2 separate regions of the Columba livia genome follow, and region 2 is linked to region 1. The links are chromatin contacts, called in public Hi-C maps. All regions are on one chromosome and are shown on one strand. Each heading gives the region's core, a stretch centred on a gene start, on an enhancer-like site or on the middle of the called end of the contact. The rest is flanking DNA. Distances are from core to core; before and after follow the strand shown.

Region 1 (7,310 bases), core at 2,770-5,269:
GGGGATGTTTTGCCTCAAATGGAAGGCTTGCAACAGTGCAAAACAAAATCCTGTGTTTAAGTGTTTTTGTCAAGTACAACATATTCATGTCACTTTTCCTACAAATGAGGAGACAACTGAGTTTCCACCTCATCCTATTTATATAAATTGCAGATGAAAGGGTGACACTAATGCTAGGCCATGCTTCATGTATCTAAAAACAAAAAGGGGGGGCGGGAGGGGCAATGACTGCAAAAGTTTTGTGTTACTGGACCACTAGTGACTGCAGCACAGTACTGGGGGGACATGGATCCTCATGTCATCCATTCTTATTGTCAGACCTTTAACATCAGAAGTGAATAAACTTCAGCCTGACAGGTGTAACATAGCAGTGGTTATGAGATTAAATAAAGTTTAAAAAAAACACGTGAAACTTTTTGTTTGTATGTGGGGGAAGGGAAAACTGATAAGGATTTATGTCAATTGCTGGCTTCAAATCTTTCTTACACATTCAGAATCATTATTAGCCATGTAATATCATTTTTTCAACTATTTAAATTTGTAAGAGGGTACCCATTTACATACTTTAAACTGTTAACTGTTCATTACATAATGTTTATAAAACACAAACACTTGTTGCTTCAGTTGAAGTTTGAAAATTGTGTTGCATGACAGTGAAACCACAGGACTGAATTGCATTGATGCCAAGGGAAAACTGCCTCAGAATAACTAGATGCTTACAAGAAGGAAGGAAGGAACAAGAGTGCTTGTTTGAATTAACGGCTTGAAGATGTTTTTGGAGCTAGCAACATTGCAGAACTCTATAGTTTGAGATGAGAGGAAAGTATGCTCTTCTATAACTGAGGCTGCTGTATTACAAATGGGAATAAATTTGTCATAGCTGTAAAAACTGCCCCTGTTAAGGGAACAGGGAAGGGGAATTGTACCTGAGAAGAACAGAAATGCAGTTTGGTTTAAGCGGTGATGATTTATGAAACTAAAGCTTCTCACAGCCACTCATTTTCTGAAAGCATGGAAGATGTGTAGGATTGACCAGGAATCTAGAGCTATTATAGCAAAGAGCCGCCAGGTTGTTGTGGGTTGGGTTGTGGGTTGTTTTGTTTTTCTGGGTTTTGTTTTTTTGTTGGGGGCGGGGGGGGCAGTGGGAGTGTGGTCTGACTTACTATAGTCATGTGTGCTTACCAGTTGTTGTTGGTGGTGGTTTTTTGTTTTTATGCTGCTGGTTGGTCCTGGCTTATGTGCCAGTCTTTTACTGTGCGTGAAGAATCTGGTGCTTTCAAAGAGGAGCAAGAGCAAAACTGAAGTGTCCTCAGATTCTGGCTGGCTTTTTGTCACAAGCTTTGCGCATACATAATCCTTTTGTTGCCAGTTAGAAATCTGTATTTTTGTTGTTTTTGAGAAGCTGCTGATCCTGTTTTATGCTAGTAGAATTTGAAAATTATACAGCACGCAGCCTAGCAGCAGGGTTTACTTCTACAGCATGTGCTGTACGAAGTTGTTCTTTCACAGGTTTCAGTTTTACTTGTACATGAGTGACTGATAACTTGCTTGGCTTTCATGTTGAATTCCAGTTGCTTTTTATTGGTTGTGTTTTCGTAACCAAAGACTTTGAAATATTAATTGTTCTCCAGCAACTTGTACAGCTGTTATATGTAATGACTATTGATACTGAGAAGTCATACCACTGAGCAGTTTCCCTGTACTCCCAGTTTAGCATATGGTATAAACCACAGTTAACTTACAAAAAAGTAAATTTGGAGTGACAAATCCTCTAAGCCTGACTTAAGACTTGTCTCTTATTTCTACTTACAATGAGAAGCTCCAGGAATTTTGGCAGTCATTTAAGAAAGATTAACACTCCTCTATCTTCTACCTGCATATTTCTGTTGACTTCAATCATTCTGATTTATTCCTGTACAAGATCAGACTCAGCAGCAACTTAAGGTAAATGACTGCCAAAATAGTTACTGATACGCTAAAATAACAAGAGGCTGTCTGAAGCCCCTACCAGGCAGTGAGCTCTCTGTTCCCTACTCCAGAGATGTCTCTTTCCTACTGTGTTATGTTTTTGTGACACTTAATTCATTGTGTTGACTAGTTGAAGGGCCTTCAACTGAAATATTTATATATTGGTGGGGTTAGAGGAGCACAGATTAGTTTTAGGCTAAATGGCTTACATTTAAGTTGGGAAATTTATTTCTGCCTCAAGAGTTCAACTGTGAGTGTTAGAGCACTATATCTGTTCTTGGGTGGAAAGGAAAACCTCGTATCAGAATCTAAGTTACAGTTAAACTTGATTGAAGTGAAAAAGTGTATAAAAATACTGAAATATTATAAGACAGTTTTTTTGCATTAAAGGTTTGGGGTTTTGTTTAAGTAATCATTCTAAATGAGGGCACCCCAACATGCCGGGACTTTTCTTGAAGTTGTTACCACTAGGGTGTTGCTTTTGTAAATGCTGAAGTCCGCGATGGCGATTGCTCTTGATGGCCTATTCCTTTCACACTACTGATTGTCCTACCGCTTTCTCCTTAGTTGTTTGTGTTTATTTTTCTCCTAATTCAACTTTCTTACGTGTATTATCTCCTTTTTATATTGTCTGTCCTGTTATTCTTTCATTCAAACTGAATCCAGTGAGCAAAATGCTGGCTCGCCATCTTTACTGCACCACGTCCATTACCCCTCCCCTTAAGGGAATTTGCCCCGTGTGGGGCATTTGCTTTGGGGATTAAGAGGGATATATTGTGTTGCTGCACGATTTAAAACCACGAGGTATTGCATGGGTTCCTTTACATGTTACACATAGTGCATGTACTGTTTAGCGGGGAGGAAGGGGGGCGATATAATTTTTACCTATTTCTCTTCCACTGTTGCATGGGAGGAGATAGGGGAGAAGGAGGAAGACTAACAGGTTTTATTTGGATATCTTAATAAATTTGTTTGCTGATATCGTACTTAAGTATATACTTTAATATTCCTGCCCCTAGAATCTCTGGGTTTTCTTCTGCCATACTACTGCAATGTAACTTAAACAGTATGCAGTGGTGATTTATTTTAATACGGTACTGAAATCTCCATTTGTAAATAATCCAGACTGCTGCTGTGTAAGTAGCTGATGAAATGTCTTTACTGGGTCTGCTGCCTATGAAAGAAACCACAACATTAGGCAATAAAAACTACTAACAGAATGTTACAAAACCAAGACCATGACAAAGAAGCAGCATGTTGTGGATCTATCATTTTTATTCTTGGGAGAGATTTTATTATTTTTGGAACTATTACAAGACTTATGTTAAATATTGTGGATGATAAGAGGAAACAGACTCTTGGCAAACATGGAAAACCAATTACAGCATATTACCCTATTCCCCTTCCAATAAAGGAGGGGCGAAGCGAAAAGTTTATTCTTTGCTTAGCAGCTGGAGGAGAGGGAAAAGGAAAATAAAAAGGCGTTCCAGCTTTAGGATTGGCTTGAGGAAGGAGATTGTTTCTGTAGCAATCTTACCACGGCAATCCGAGCAAGGAGGCGAAACCAGCGTGCTCCACAGTCAGTTTTACCCCAGTCTAAATTAGTACACTGTTGTCAGGGGAGCGCTGCTTAAAGAAATCACTATTCTGTACTATCAGATACACTGCTCACTTAAAAATAAATTTCAAAAATTGAGCTTGGTTGCAACCTTCAACACTATATATCTCCCTGTTGTGGTGATACGTATTTCCAAAAACTTTTGATAAATTGGAGCATGCATCTGATATTCAGACATGGGATTTAACTGCTCCATCCCATGGGTCTATGTGACATGGAGGTGAAGTAACGTGTAGGGAAAAGCTACTCAAAAGGTTATTTAGAATCCAGTCTACTACATTGTCTATACATCCTTTTGAACTCCTTTCCCAAATTATAGCTTTTGTAAAATTGTCCATGGCAGCATGACTGTGGATGAATCAATGTTTTGGTTCCCACCCCCCATACAGCATAGCTATGATTTTTAAAATTCCTTCTTTAAAGAGTCAGAGATATGAATGTTTATATTGGGCAGAATCTTGTTGATTGTTGGGACTATGGTATGTTTGGTGTAAATTATAGCAGGACCTAATTAGCTTTTCTTACCCAGTACCATGTATCAGACTACCTAGAAACTGATTGTTTACTTTCCCTAGATTTAGACCTAAAATACTGAGAGGGAACAAAAGCCTGAAGTGAGATGACAGCTCAAAAGAGACCAAGGTACAATTTTAACAAATGTCAATTTAACATTGTCCAAGCTAAAATAGTCAAGTAAACAGCATGTTTTCTGATTATGGCTTGGGAAAACATTTTCAGATGCGGGAAATGTCTGAAATAATGTGATTTATAAGACAGTAGTCAGAAAGACAAAAACCTGTGGGGTTGTGTGCTGTCTCCCCTGAAGATGATGCAGGGCGAGGCTGTGGGTTTACCAGGCACTACCCAGCAGCTGAACACTGCCGCCTGCATCTGGGAACGTGGTGCTACTCCCGAACTGATGTCATGAAGCAGTTTTTAACTTTGGACACCCTAGTGCCAGGTGCACACTGGCAGTGCTGAGACCGGAGCTAAGGCAGCTTCCAGACTTGGAAAATGCGTACATGTGATTTCAGGAGGGGAGTTGGGAACAGGAACAGCAGCAAAGAGCATGAGGCAAATTAATCTGAATACACGTACACCCCGTCTGGGATTGTTGTACACAAATGCAGCAAAGTTACGTCTTGAATGTAGTTGAAAGCAGATTTTTGGTTTTTTGGTCACATTTTAATTTGTGAGGGTGACTGGACCTAATTAATGGCTTACTGGTTAGGTTCACATCAAAAGTATTTAAGACAGAGAATATCAGAACTTAAAAAATTGTGTTTCTGGTGTCCTTGAGAGTCAATCCAGCCACTTCTAAGCAAAGCATGACTGACTGACCTAAAGTAACTGGTCACCGACGACAGTCTGTCAGCCATCAGTGCTGCCCAAAAACCCAGCGGATGTGCTGTGCTGATTCTCCTTGCATCATAGTGTTCAACTCTGATCTTATCAGTAAAACATTCCCACACAGACTCATAGCTGTTGCTGTGAGGCAGAAATGAAGTTTGTGAAGTAAAATATGTGCAATATTGTAAGCCTGTCTGAGATGCATTTCTGTAAAGCCAAGTAACTACAGAAAAAAAGCATCATTACCACCAAAGAAAATCTACCTTGTGCAGTTATGTCACAGCACCAGCCTGCAGGACTGACCACTGTGCATTGTAAATTAATGCTTCAGCATTTTCTCTGGATTCCTATCCAGGTCTTAAGTCCATTTTCTTCCCAGTTTTCAGAGCTCCATGTCTTGTTTCTCGTATGTTTCTTCACATCTTTTGTACCACACTTCTCTTCCTTTTTGTGACTTCTCCCATCTTTCCCTACTTGGAGTTTGGGAGTGGGTCTCTACTTATGGGGAATGACTCAAGGAAAGTAGCAGCATATTTGCAGTTCCCTATTCTTCTGGAATACCTTTATTAACTGTCACTGGTTAAAAAAAAAACTTTTATTTCTCTATTTTGGATGAAGTGATGTTTGCTTATAACAATGCCACTATATAAACTTTACATACAGAGTTGGTTTAACTCTGGAGGAGCTGGGAGAAGTACGGGACAGGTCAGGATGCTGAGCTGTGCCTAGTGCAGACGTGCTGCAGAAGGCTGGATAACCACACCTGGCGCTGTGAACTCTGGGCATGGGTGGTTTGCAAGGCTGAAGGTTTCCCTGACTGACAGCCCTGCGTGGAGGCTGCTAAATTCTCTCCCAGGTCATCCACTACTAGTAGAACACTTCAGTACGAACAGAAGCAAAATGCAGCTGCCTATTAGCAATTTTTTTTCATCTGAGTGCTGCTGCTTCTTGTTTGTTTTGGGCTTTATTTTTAAGTTGTACATTATTTCATTCAATCCTGCTGCCTTTCTGGTTTAATTGCTATGCGAGGTGAAAAGCAGTTTTCCTTCATTGTGAGAGGAACTCTGGAGTTGTAAAATTGCTGAGTTACTGTTGCTCACCAAACGTAAAGAGGATCTCTTCAGGGTTGCAGTAGAGGAAAAGCTACTCCTGAGACTATTGCGTCAAGAGGCGAGGGATAAGCCTGCTTGCTGCAGGAAGGAGGAGATGTCTCTCATTATCTGGGTGCTGGGAGCCAATCTGATGGAGCCGTCTCCTCTTCCTGCTCCGCAGGGGCTGAGGCGTCTCTCTGAGGTATGCAAAGCAGCAGTGTGATACTCCCTGGGCTTATTAACCGCTATCAGCTGCATCTGTTTGCTCCAGACTCCACCTTGGCTCGGAAAGTCCTTGCAATTCCATGAGGTAATTCTTCCTCCTAGTGCTGCGGCTTGTTATGACGACCATGTGCTCCTATCAGAAGCCAGGGCAGAAAATGAAGAAAGTCTACCCTGAAATCCCTGTGCCCTTGCTTCCTCTTTCACAGAATCACAGGATGTTTGGCATTGGAAGGGACCTCAAAAGATCATCTAGTCCAATTCCCCCACTGGAGCAGGAACGCCTAGATGAGGTTACACAGGAAGGCGTCCAGGTGGGTTTGAATGTCTACAGCGTAGGAGACTCCACAACCCCCCTGCGCAGCCTCTTCCAATGCTCTGTCACCCTCACTGAGAAGAAGTTTCTTTTCATATTTAAGTGGAACCTCCTGTGTTCCGGTTTGTACCCCTTTCCTCTTGTCTTATCACAGAGAAGAGCCTGGCTCCATCTTTGTGGAACTCTATAAACATTAATGAGGTCACCCCTCAGTCTCCTCCAAGCTAAAGAGCCCCAGCTCCCTCAGCCTTTCTTCATAAGGGAGATGCTCCACTCCCTTAATCATCTTCGTTGCCCTGCGCTGGACCCTCTCCAGCAGTTCCCTGTCCTTCTGGAACTGAGGAGCCCAGGACTGGACACAATATTCCAGGTGTGGTCTCACCAGGGCAGAGTAGAGGGGAAGGAGAACCTCTCTCCATCTGGCCAGGGAAGGCTGTTGTGCTTCACAGGCTTTGGCTCTCACTGTCGTGACAGAGGTCAGGCTGGCAGGGAGGGTGAATCGCCCAAGTAGAGCCGCCATCTTCCTGCCAGCCAAGCAGCCTGACCAGCTGCCCCGCTCGGGCCCGCCCGGGCCCGCCCGCTCCCGGCGCCACCGCGGGCTGACCCGCGGGTGTGAGGTGAGAACCTACTGGCAGCACCGAGGCCTCCGCGGCTGCTCTGGGGCCGGTATAAATCTACGTTATTTTGATTTAGCTCGGATTGATTGGGAACAGGTCCGGACTAACATACCATAAACACCTATTAA
Region 2 (7,310 bases), core at 2,446-4,945, 130 kb after region 1:
AGATGTGGAAACCATCTGCCGGACTATCCTGGTGTATTGTCTTAATCATTACAAAGGGGATGAAAATATCAAAAGTTTCATCTGGGATCTGATCACTCCAACTGCAGATGGGCAAACTCGAGCTTTGGTTAATCATTCCGGTACGTCTACCACAATCAAATAATGATGCTAGTAAATAGGAAAGAATTGCTTCAGTCATGCTATGTATTTAGTTTAAACTATAGCTATTCTGACACGTCGTTGGATCTTGTCAGATTTTATGAGTAAGGTGGGCTTTGACTTGGTCCGTACTTAAAGGGGAAGTCTCCCTCAGACACTTTGTAGGATGCAACATTCTTTCCCTTAAATCAGTTTTGAAAAACTATTCTAGCATAATTTTTAAGTGGCACCTACTGCTGGAGTCAATCTCCTTTCAAATTGCTATAAATCAGAAGCGTGTTTCCTTATGGCCATTCAGATTTGTGAGAATTTTTGCAAGAAATATTTATGTAACACCATTTTCTGGCTAGCGCTCTGAATTTTTGAAATCTCCACAACTACATTTGCATGAAAGTTTGGGTTGATTTTTGTTATTTGCAGTTCTCTGTACTGAATTATGTTGCCATTCAGTTTTTGGTGGGTGTGTTGCACACAAAGGAATTAATATAGCAGTGATACTTAGCTTTAAACACGTTTGCAATGCAGTTTGTGGTGAGAGCTTTTCCATTCAGATTGTGTAAGAAATACTGGGGTTTTCTGTAGGTCTGTCTGCACCAGTGCCCAGAGGGAGGAAAGGCAAGAAAGTAAAAGCCCAGAGTTCACAGCCAATGCTGCAAGACGCCGATTGGCTCGCAACCTGTAACCCAGATGTATTATTTCAAGAAGACAGCTATAGGAAACATCTCAAACATCACTGTAATAAGTAAGTATTAATAAATATTTCATTTAGAGGTTTTGTAGGTTTTTTGTGGTTTTTCTTTTTTTTTTTTTTTTTTTTTTCACTACGTGCTTTTGAAAAGTTCACAACTTAAATTTGTATGTTTTTAATAGAACAGAAGGCCATTTAATAGGATGTAAAGGCCATTATTACTTTTTAATTTGAGAATAATCATATTAACAGATAACTGGCTGCTTCTATAAGCTCTTCATGACTGATCAGCACTTAAAACACAGTTCTGATGAAAATCATTTTCTACTTAACTGTATAAAAATGGAATCAGATAAGGTTATTCTTTTTACCATTTAAAGAAAAGACTATATCTCTACACTGTCTGTCTCTCTTGACAATTGGCTATCCTTAACAAAGCTGTTTGTTTCTTACCCTTCTTGTGGGGTCTCTCAGGCTGATTTCCTTAGAGTTCTGTTCCTTAGATGTTAGATATCCAGTTCTTAGTTTCAGAATTTCATGTGGTAGTTCACCTGTGTGTGGGTGTATCTCTTCATTCTTTTTCTCACTTCCTCTCTTGCTCTCCACATTATACAGAGTATTTCTTCTTTTCTCCTTTGTTTGAGATAAAATATCTCACAGAGTTCTCTTACCTAAATCAGTGCCCTGATTTGATTTTTGAAATTCTAAACATGTTACTAAACTGAAAACCTTTGGGGATAAAGATAATTGTATTTTGATTTGAATGTTACATTGTTTTATTGTTGCATGAATGTCTCTTTAAGAGCCTCTCTTGCATTCTTTTAGCTTTTGTTTTGTGATATCTTAGTTATTTTTGTGTCACCTTCCTTTAACAGTGCCCTTGTTCTCCATCTTAGTTTTGCTTACCATATTCTTCATTACAGACACCGAACCTAACCTTAGTCCCAAAACTATCTTGTTTGGGGGCTGGGGGAAGTTTTCTGCTTTTTGGATTTGGGGGATTTTGGTTTGTTTTGGTTTTAAATTTATTTTCTGCGTTGTTTATATACACCAAGTAGATGTAACACAGTGTTACTGAAAGGTGGTCATTCTTTTTGTGATTTTAATATTATTGTGTCTTACTGTTTATTGGAAATAAATTATTGATCTGAAAAGTACCTGTGGCCTGTCAATAGGTGGTGTGATGTGAAGGAGGAAAGGCATTTAAGGGGTTTATTAGCTCGTTTCCAGATGTTAACCAAGATTAATTCTCAGCTGATGAAGAGAGATACTTATGGAATTACGTGAGCAAGTGCACATCCAAATAAACTGCTTCCTCATTTTTTCTAAACTGTTAGTTCAATTTCTTATTACATTTCACTTGCTCCTAAAGTAATTAAATTCTTTCCTGTAACATTATTTTCATCTCCCAGGTAACATGTCTTCATTACTTGTTACATCAGTTTGCAGATCAGACTTAAATTCATTTTTAAAATATTGTTTCTGTAATAGTACAGTAGAACAATTAGAAGGATCGGGAAGACAAACGTGCAAGAATGTTTTCAATTGCTATCTTCTTCGTTCATTTCCCAGATCCCCCAGGACTAAGTGAATTGTAAAAGCAACATGTTTAGTAAAATCAGGTAAAATCAGAGGTGGAAGCCAATTAATAGTCTCAGTAATTTCCTTGAAAAGGTAACAGTAGCAGTTGGTTTTATAAGAGCTGTCGTCCTGTCCTTATGTAATATGTATGCTGTTTTAATTCATAGGACTCCTGAAAGGTGCAAAGAGCCTCTAATTTTTGGTTGATGATGTGTTGTTTTTTTTCCTGCTCCTCTTCTGTGGCTTGATGTAACAGCTGTTATTGGTTAATATGAAGATGACAGAGACCCTCAACAGCTTATTTACGTAGCCACACAGGGAGAAGGGACACCTTACTGGTCCCAGTTATCATGCATACAAAAAGAAGCATGTCTGACATGTTTTGAATTGTAGACATGACCTTCATTCAAATCCCTGCTCTTCTGAGGTTTGCTCAAATAACACACGTAAAACCGGGTCTTGCTCTGGTTACATCAGATCTCTAGTGAGGAGCTCTCAAAAACCGGTGGTGGTCTAAATTTTTCATGTGAGCGGGTGATCAGATTACTGCCGCCCTGGTCACCCTTGCTGTTCAGGAGCAGCAGCAATTCAACAGTTGCTGTGATGGATTTGGGGACAGTGAGAGGGCAGACTGAGTAATCTTCATTTTAGCTGGTACTGGTTTTTACTTCGTGAACTAGGCAGCAGGGGGTGCCCTGAATTGGGTAAACATAGGAGAGCAGAATTATTTTCAGGTAGATACTTCTTCTGCAGAGATGACCTCTTTTCTAGTCTCCTTGAAAAGCCAGACTCTGCCGTTCTCCCTCCTGCCAGCTTCAGCACTTGCCAGCGCTTCCAAAAATGACTGTGGTATTGCAGAGATGGGGAAAAATAAACATGGGCAATGAAGATTTTGCACTTCCTTGTAGCAGTAAGGTTGTGCACAAGTAAAATTAAACAGCAGTTTGAACTTTAAAGAGTAAAAATAGTTAATATCTCCCAAGGGAAGTGGGGGATTATTTTTCACCCCCCATTCTCAGAAGCAAAAAGTTGTATAATCTGAAAAACCTGACATTCCATATTGAGGGTTTATTGTTAGGTAGTAAAACCAGATTTTATATCTCGTTTATTCCTACAACTTCTGATGTGCTTCCAAAAATGGTATTAAGGCAGCAGCTGAGGAAATTTTATGAGATAATGAAGCAGAACAGTTACTGAAAGCCATCTGCTCAGTTGTTTACAAACTTGCTTCAATACTTCAGAGGCAGTGGTAGAGTACGTGTCTAAACTTCACAAGCTGCGCTAGGTAGAACTAAATGAAATGCGTCGGGGCCGGGCTGAGCTGGGTCCCTCTCTGCGCAGTGTAAGCGGTTGCCAGGCAGGCCTGTTGGAAGCCAGCAGAAAGCACCACACAGAGGTGATTATGTGCCACCATCTGTCACGCTTCAAGCCTACCATACAGCATGGCTAATCAGCCTTGGCAGGATGATGGATGAACAGCAGCAGCTGCCAAAAGCCACTGTTGGCAAACAGTCCTGAAGTTAAGAACTTTTTCCCCCCTCTGCCTTCCTCTCCAGGGTCCTGCTGCGTGTCCGCATGCTCTACTATCTACGACAAGAAGTTATAGGGGACCAAGCAGACAAGATCTTAGAGGGTGCTGACTCAAGGTTAGTGCAAGTGCAGGTTTATTTTTTTGCTTTATGACACTGGCTTGTATAAAGTACACCCACTATTATAATGCAGAATTTAAAGGTTGTTACACTTTACCTCTTAAATGTCCATTCTCAAGCAGCCTCATTATTTTGTCGAGAGCTGTGGGTAATTTTGTTTGGGGAGGGAACGGTGTGGAAAACAACAGAAGCAGATTTTTCAGTTCCGCTAATATTGAAGGGTTATTCTGTCTCAATTTAAAAATTAAAATATGCTAGGCCTTAAATGAATCGTATTTGGATAACTGTTGTCGTTCCACTCCCCAAATAGCCTAGTGTTGTGGTTGTATTTTTGTTTTGGTTCTTTGTTTGTGTGTGTTTGTTTTGTGGGTTTTTTTGTGTGTGTGGGACAAGTTTGGTTTTGTTGTGGTCTGGTTTTTTTGTTGGTTTTGGTGTGTGGTTTGGTTTTGGGGTGTGTTTTTTGGTTTTGTTTTGTTTTGTTTTTAACTATTGTAATTTTTTTCCAGACATTTGAATTTCTGTGTTGGATTTTTGTTTGTTTCCCCCTTTTCCCTGCCTCTCCCCGTTTATGTTTATGAAATAGCGTGCACTGTGGTTTGGCTTTTTTTTTAAGCCTTTGTAGAATAATACCTTTAATGTAAATAATGCTGTATTTACAGTGAAATAGATGTATGGATACCTGAGCCATTCCATGCTGAAGTTCCTGCAGACTGGTGGGATAAGGAGGCAGATAAATCCCTTCTAATTGGAGTATTCAAACACGGTAAGTGATGTCTCACTCTGAACAAAACTCAGTTGTAAAGCTTTCTGTGTGTGGGACTGTTCAGTCATAATATTAACAAGTATTGTTCCAAAGAACTGTTGGCTTGTATCTCCCGTTTTTTTCTTGCCTGCATTAAAAACCTAATATGAGCTGTAAATATCAGATGCTGTTTTTAAATGTTTGCAGAACATTTGAGAAAAAAACATTACTTTCTTGGCTGTAAATAAAACAGAACCATATTTGTTTAAATAATAGCCAAATAGTAAGATAGATCTCCATAAACTTTGCTTCCAGCACTGCTTCACTTGCTAACTCTGCCAACCAGTGTCAAAGTGGACGGTGGGCTTAACCTCTGCTATTAATCTGTACAAGTGCCTCCTGGGCTTTGTTCCAAGCAATATTTCACAAATGTCAGTGTTGAGAACTCCCGGTTCCCTTGAGTGGGATGCAGCCTTGTTAACTTTGAAAGGCTGGGGATGCAGAGCTGGCATGATATATACAGTGAGCGATTCCTGATTATAATCCCAATTCTCTAGAGGTCGCAGAGGTATTCTCAACAGCCCAGCCTGACTAAAGGGGAGAATGATGGCTTATAAAACCTTTCATGATTACAGTTTGGCTTGAGGCTCTACAGCAGTTAGGAGCAGTGTGTTGTAGTACAAATCCTAATTGAATTGTGCTGTTCTGCCTATGTACAGCAGCTCTGTTTGTGGGCTCAGCTGAGGCAAGTCTAGTCTAAAAATCATTTTCCTGCAGTGCACTGTTGGGATCTGCCATTTTCCATCTAGTCAACTTGGGCAGTAAAAAAGCAAACAGCAGTTTGAAAACCATAGAGGGAACAGTGTCATCTTACTGACATGCATCATCCTAAACCTAATAAGACAGGTTCGTTGGCCTTACGTATAACCCATGTATGCAGCATTTTTGCAGCCTACATCGAGGGTTCCAGCAGGGCTGGAGCTATACATAATGCGTATCTGTGTGTGTGCGTTTCCATTCACATCTGTGTTTTTCCAGTAGAGAGTGTTGAATGTGGAGAACCACTGTGAAAGCCATATAGAAAACTTAAGTTTTTCACTTGTGCGAGGTTTTTACTTTACCTTATAAAGACATTACATTGAACGCTTTCTTTCAGTATCTACTATTTGTTAATGTTATTGATGTGAAAATGTTTCTGTGCTGATGGAATTCACCAATATGAAAAATTTCATTACATGAATGAAATGATTGTTTTCAGCACGGTGACAGCTCCTTTGTTTTATTTCAAAATAAATTAAGCCAGAAAATTGTACTTCTGCTGCCTAAACGTATTATATTCACAGTTGTCTATAGCTTTTTATTTTGTTTTAAATTGTCTCCCACTCTGCATGCAGGTTATGAAAAGTACAATTCTATGAGAGCTGATCCAACGCTGTGCTTCCTGGAACGGGTTGGCATGCCTGATGCAAAGGCCATAGCTGCTGAACAGAGAGGGACAGACATGTTAGCAGATGGCGGTGATGGGTAAGGGGGACATGAGAAAATTAATAAACTTTATCAGCACTGTATATGTTGGCATGAGTTCATATGTCATATTTTGCTTACATCTTGCCTGAGGATCTGAAGTGATCGTATGATGTAAAAAGTACCTAGAACTGTTTACACAGTCGGGCATGAAATATAAATGTGTAAGTTGGTATACCATACTGATGGCTTTTGTAGCTTTTTGCTTTTGTGCATAAAATCAGCCCTTTCTCAAAAAAAGATACGATTCTTGAAAATATTTTTTTTAAATATTTTATAGTGGTGAATTTGACAGAGAGGATGAAGATCCGGAATATAAGCCAACCAGAACTCCTTTCAAGGACGAAATTGATGTAAGAACTTCAACTTTCTCTCATTATGAATATATATAATTAAGCTGATTCTCTGTGTTTATCTTAATATGCAGTTCTTAACTTTGAGAGCTATCAGATAAACACACCTTACAAAGATTGTTTGCTGCTCTGTTTGAGAGATGACATATATTTTTCTCCTGAAATGATAGCATATGGTCAACACTGAAAACTAAAATAACTTCTGTCTTCTCCCCAAGGAATTTGCAAACTCACCTCCAGAGGACAAAGAGGAATCCATAGAAATACACCCAAGTAAGACTATAGGAAAGAAATTGAAAAGGCAAAAATGTTTATATTACCCTGTGAGGGGATATGTTGTGTTTTGGGAAAATGTGGTAAACTTTTTACTGCCAGTTGTCTTCATGCTTCACATCTTTCAAAACAATTATTTATTGTGTTTGAATAATCCACATTATGGCTTTCTGGGTTTCTAATCACATAGCAGAAATTGTGATGATAAAGACCGGATGTTGCATAATGCAGCCATTGATGTTTTTGCTGAGATAATCTTGGAAGTTATAGATACGTTGTTTTCTCAGCATGCAGAAAAATTGCCAAGTTTAAGTGAGAATAAAGTGGGAAATCATAAGCAT

What was found. A called contact is a pair of places that touch in the nucleus more often than the background predicts.
Region 2: a contact with region 1 is called in a Hi-C map of liver, with 3 times the contacts expected there. The contact joins the enhancer-like site here to the promoter of LOC110361709 in region 1. A contact is called at or near these places in 2 of 2 Hi-C or Micro-C datasets (crop and liver).

What each region holds. Positions count from the first base shown.
Region 1 is chr2:123,875,588-123,882,897 of bColLiv1.pat.W.v2, forward strand. It overlaps LOC110361709 (spidroin-1-like), which reads left to right and starts at 4,020. Exons shown (of 4, transcript XM_065053495.1): 1 at 4,020-4,065. The coding sequence starts at 4,020.
Region 2 is chr2:124,010,081-124,017,390 of bColLiv1.pat.W.v2, forward strand. CHD7 (chromodomain helicase DNA binding protein 7) reads left to right here. Exons shown (of 39, transcript XM_065053626.1): 23 at 1-140; 24 at 742-901; 25 at 3,985-4,074; 26 at 4,737-4,840; 27 at 6,214-6,343; 28 at 6,624-6,696; 29 at 6,915-6,969. Among named protein-coding and RNA genes, the nearest start is that of CHD7, 120 kb to the left of the region's middle. Within about 2 kb of position 3,696, at least 1 of the 3 cell types and tissues checked has an H3K27ac peak away from gene starts, as active enhancers do.